Linked DNA regions of Triticum aestivum: region 1 is linked to region 2. The links are chromatin contacts, called in public Hi-C maps. All regions are on one chromosome and are shown on one strand. The core of a region is the stretch at or near the end of the contact, and the rest is flanking DNA. Distances in the headings are between cores, read along the strand shown. Region 1 has its middle 110 kb from the start of LOC123055338. Region 2 holds the start of LOC123055329 (LEC14B protein).

Region 1 (2,700 bases), core at 69-2,568, 550 kb before region 2:
AAGGGCAATGCATGTATAGGCTACCGGAATCTGTTCCAATTTAATATGCGTTTATAAGCGATTTGTAAATCTGGCTGGTTGGGTTGATCTGGCCAGCATATGGAATATCGGGATTCAGTCAACTCAAGCGCTCGCAATTACTTGACATAGATTAGATTATTGGCGGTTGGTACCTTTGCAGCGTCGCCAGGCTAAGTGTCAAGGTTCAGAGTCTAGCAGCTGTGCCTGAGCCCTCTTGTCATCAAGCCAGACGCTAAGGACGAGAGTCGAGTCGACGTGCTGTGCCTGCGACCGATGGGGTCAACTCAACGCGCTCGAGCTCGAGCGGAAAATATCCCCCTCGCTTTCCCCAGCGACGGGCTGAATCTGGCCACGGACGAGGATCCATTCATTCACTTGCTCATCATAAACATTATCCGTCTAATCTACTGCACACTAGAGGCAGAGGAGAACATCACAGCTCATGTAATCATCATGATTCATCCATCCCCAGCAGCGGTATATTATTGGGGACGGACAGGAACGAGTTGCGAGCGGACACGGCAGCTCCAGGATCCCTTGATTCTTTCTTTTCCAGCGTCACCGGGACAGTGCACGCTGGCGTCCCGAACTGGAATGCCGCTGCATCAGGCATATACGCATAAGCGCAAGCGGACAAACGCGATTCCGGGGTTTAGGGCAGGCTTGTCGCCGTCGTCGTGGCAGAGGACGGGATAGCTATGGGACGACGACGCTCCAGCCGCTCTACCACGAGAATTTGGAGAATTTTCTGCTGCCTCTTTGATCCCGACTACTAAATTGTACTACTAATATACTTCCTTCGTTCGGAATTATTTGTCTCTACGGATTCTACCGCACGTTAACACGTGCCACGGTACCGCGAGAGAAGAGATGCTCTCGCATAATTGGCCGTGTGCCGGCCTACGACGACACTAGCAGTAGGTGCTAGCGCTACTTGGCAGACGAGGCTACCGCGGCGGGGACGACACAGGGACACGTATCCGCACGTCGGCCTTGCGATTCCAAGTTGCGAGGGGGGCGCGGTGGTGGGGGCGCCCGCACTAAAATCAGGTCGTACCTATCCATCCACAGCGGGGGTGGGGGCTCGGCCCTCCCCTCGTCGCGACCCGCCGGTTTGTCACGACGCCCGGGCCCGCCCTACTTGTCCCCCCCTCCCCTCCCCTCCCCTCCCCTCCCTCGCTGCTCCCTCTCGGCCCGGGTGGTCCGACCCGAGCACGCGGCACGCCGACTGCCCCTGGGGAGAGGGAGGGTGTAGCCGTCGTACGGAACGGGACGGGGGATTCGCTCCTCTGCTTTCTTCCTTCGCTCGCACACCACCGACCGAGCCCGGCCCAACAGCGCATGCGGACACAACCAACAGCCTTGCCGTACCCGCCGCGTCTCTTTCCCGGATTCTTTTTTTTTTTTTTTTGAGAAAGTTTCCCGGATTCTTCTTGGCTGCTCTCCCTCCCCCGGCGAGGAAACGGCCGCCTTGCCCTGCCCAGATATGGGCTGGCGGCCTTTGTTGCCAGATCTGGTCGAGCCCGGCCCTCGCGTCTCTGAGCGCAACAGTTGCGAGTGTTCCATTCGATCCGGGTAGCATAGCAGCATGGCCTATGCTGCTCCCAGCAGCTGCTGGAGTGCACACGTAATTTAAGCGAATCCAATCCTCCACTTTCCACGCGGCTTTTAACGTTTACTCCATCTATGGACGGACGGACGCGCGAGTTTTCTTCCTCTTTTCTTCCCGATCAATCAATCGGCCCAGCTCAGCCTCACGCGCAAAACAATCGATCGCGCGCGCACAGGTCAAAAAGCGCCCCCACTCAAGATTATTTATTTATTTACCCTTGTAGTACCACTAGTAATAATATGCAGCTGTAACAACGCCATTGCCGGTCATTTCAAGTTCTATTACGTTGCCGACCACGAACGCCACGCGGTCGGTCACAGCCGGCCATGATGGCGAGGGTTTAACGGGCCTCCTCTCTCTAACCTCCGATTGGCACGTACCGCTACACTCTGCTGTGTCGTGGTACGAGGCCAGTACGCGGACACACAGTAGTATATAGACCTAGTACTGGTAAAAAGAAGCGGAGTACTACCGGCCTATAGTGTCCCGTACCCGCGGGATCACCTCAGCATCCATCCCGCCTTCGGAGGCGATTAGCGCAGCCCCACGCCCGCTGTCGAGGCGCTCCGGCCCTCCCCCTCCTCCATCATCACCCTCGCCACCATCATCGTGTAGTGGTTAATCAATTATAATATTATACTATATAAAAAAGAAAAGGGAAAAGGTGTGTGATATTCGTAATGAGATCGCCGTACGCCACCCATGCCCCCGGCGCTCGCAATGAAGAAGGGGGGCTTTGTCGCGACGCTCCGTTCCGTCCGCACGGCGCACGCGGCCTAAACGTCGCCGTCGCCACCAGCTAATTTAAAGGCGCCGGGCTGGCCGGCTACGCGCCAAGGCGGCCTCGTCGTCGCCGTCGTCGTGGTCACCCCCGCATCGCGATTAGCGACGACTAATTAGCGCCTAATTAAAATACTGATGGTGGGGGTACTGATCCGCGCCGGCAGTGTGAACGGGGCTGCGGTGCGGTGCGCTGCGTGCTCTCTTTTGCGGGTTAGCGACGGGGGTTTTTTGTCGTGGCCCTCGCGTCAGCTTGTGACCGCCTTCTCGCCCGCTTGTCGCCACAT
Region 2 (2,711 bases), core at 93-2,592:
TGACCAGCGATCGAACGAAAAGTCGAGAAAATAGTTAGCGACCAAGTGGGCTCAAAGTTACAACCTACTATGGAAATGAGCAGGCGCTAGATCTGGTAACCAGCGCTGATGGCGCCGATTAGCAGAGAAACTAACAAAGGAGCGCTCCTTCAGGAGCCTTCCAAGGGCCACTTCGCGTGCTCCCATCCGCCGCCACATGTCATGTTGTGGACGTTTTCTTTGATTTTTTTTTTATTATTTCGCACCTGTTTTCGGCCTTTTAGATGGGTTTTTTGGCTTTTGGGGTTTTCATCGGTCTTTCTTAACTTTTCAAAAAATTTATTTTGAAATTATTTTTTTGCACGCAAAAATATGTTTTTTTGCTTCCATGTGAGGCACGGCTTTACTTCCACGAGAGGCACGACTGAGCTTCTCGAAAACGGAAAAAAAGAAATGAGTTTTTTTACTTCCATGACAGGCATGGATTTGCTTCCATGAGATGCACCGCCGAGCTTCTCGGAAACAAAAAGATCATGTTTTTTCCCTTCCATGAGAGGCATGGTCGTGCCCCTCGGAAACGAAATAAAAAACATGTTTTTTCCTTATGTGAGAGGCACGAATTTGCCTCCACGAGAGATACGGATTTGCTTCCACGAGAGGCAAGAAAGTGCCTCTCGAAAACAAAAAAAACGCGTTTTCCTTCCGCGAGAGGCACGGCCGTGCATCTCGGAAACGAAAAATAGTGTTTTGTTTTTTTGCCTTCCACTAGAGGCACGGGTTTACTTCTGGAGGAGGCACATATTTTTGTTTTCGTGAGAGGCATAGTCATACCTCTTTCGGAAAGGAAAAAAAAAGATGCTTCCGGTTTGGTTTTTCGTCCTGTTTTTTGCGCGAAAAAAGTTCATTAAAATCGATTAGCTTGGATCTAGTTTTGAAAATCTTGACGCCGAAAATTCAATAATGAAAACAGTTCAAGATTTAAACGCATGTTTAAGAGAAAACATTTTAAATAAGATCTATGAAAAAAAAAGAAAAACATCTGCATTGCAACAAGTCGCGCATATAATGTGCGTCATTTGTTGCAGCCTGAAAAGGTAGGAGTGACCTTTACAAAGAGTCCTAGTGATTTCGCCAAGCTCCCAGTGCTAAATAGGGAACGCCTCATTTTTTTAGGCAAAATAGGAAACGCCTCAAACTGGACATGGAGCAACCAGAGATGAGCCGTGCCCCAATGCGACCCACGGGCCAGCAACGCAGCCCCGGTCGTACGGTCACCGATCGGCCCGTTCCTGAAGGCTGGAATGGGTCGGCGGTTGGCAAGCGGTGGTTGTCAGCCAAAAAAAAAGGGTCAGCTAGTGGGACCCGCTCCAAGAAAACGGGTGGCAAAAAATCTGCTCGCTGCCAAGCACGACGGAGGAGGAGAAGAGCAGGCCCCAACTCCCAAGCGGCGCCCAGTGAGCAACGACCGTGAGCTAGCTCGATTCCGCTCCGCTCCGGTTCGATTCGATTCCTTCCGCGGCATCCTCCTCCCGGCCAAACCAGCCCCTCTCCGTCCCTGCTCGGTTAGCCCCGTCCATCCAGTTCCTCCGTCGTTTCTGTCCGGGTGATTGGGCTTAGGAATTAGGAGATGTGGTTGCGCTGCGGGAGAAGCGCGCGACGAGGATCGGCAGTAGATCAACAGCCATCGCTCCTGCTATATATGCTAAGCCGGCGCCAGTGTTTGCGCGATGTTGCCGGCTTAGTCCTCGCTGATTTTGTGCTGAAGAGTATATGTTGAAGTTTGCTGATTTTGCACTATCGAAATTGGTAGGAGTAGCTCAGAGCTGCCTGAAACAAGGGAAATACCATGGATGCAAGATTCATTGTTTGTTCTTGCTCACTATGTGATCATAGCTTTTACCAAGCAGAGAACATGTACGTGCGGAATAAGTTATGTGATAAGACTCATGGTATCACGCTCAGTTGCTTTGGCTACAACTTCTAGCTCTGAATACCTCCTTCATAGGACATTGCTAAAATGATCCTTCCAAGCTGCGTAATGCTAAGCTGAGCTGTTGGTAAACTTAGTTAGATCTGTTTGACAATTAAGTACCTCCTTTCTTAAAAAGGGAACAATTAAACTTTTTTTTGCGTGAAAAAAGAGCTTTACTTATGTAGGAATAGTTGTACAATCGCTTGCCATCAAGCTAATCAGAGTATTTGGAGGCTCCTGCAACCACAAGTCGGTTCAGAGTTCCACTCTCGACATATAAGCCAAACGATCTGCAGTCCTATTCTGTAAACGACCAATATGTACACATAAAAGCTCTCTCTCCTTCGTCACCTCCTTTATCTCACTCACCAGATGGCCTATTCTTTGGGTTGGGTTGTTATTTTCAATTACTCGTAGCACATTCCATAATCATGGGTAAACATATCTTTCTCTTGTCAAGCATATATAACTCTTATGCAGCGTATGCTTTACCTACTTGCTCACTCACATCTTTTTTGTTTTCATTTTTTGGAACTTCTTCGGTCTCCAGAAGCAAGCTTTGGAGTCTACATATCGATGAGCATTTGAAAGGAGAATTGACATACATATAGCAGTTGAAAAGGATGGGTTATGGCATGAGTAGGCTACAGGGATCCAGTGAGCCTGAAGGGCAGAATAGTGATGGATCTAGTTCAGTCGAAGTGAATAATGATTTCTCAAAATTACATAATGATATTTTCCATATGACTCGACTAAGATC

Evidence for each region. A called contact is a pair of places that touch in the nucleus more often than the background predicts.
Region 1: a contact with region 2 is called in a Hi-C map of leaf, with 5 times the contacts expected there. The contact joins the enhancer-like site here to the promoter of LOC123055329 in region 2. A contact is called at or near these places in 3 of 5 Hi-C or Micro-C datasets (all in leaf).

The regions. Positions count from the first base shown.
Region 1 is chr1A:448,905,994-448,908,693 of IWGSC CS RefSeq v2.1, reverse strand. No RefSeq gene overlaps it. Among protein-coding and RNA genes, the nearest start is that of LOC123055338, 110 kb to the right of the region's middle. Within about 2 kb of position 1,318, at least 8 of the 8 cell types and tissues checked have an H3K27ac peak or open chromatin away from gene starts, as enhancers often do. A contact at or near this core is called in leaf, where this site is marked.
Region 2 is chr1A:448,351,526-448,354,236 of IWGSC CS RefSeq v2.1, reverse strand. LOC123055329 (LEC14B protein) reads left to right here and starts at 1,342. Exons shown (of 10, transcript XM_044479330.1): 1 at 1,342-1,541; 2 at 2,502-2,711. The coding sequence starts at 2,575.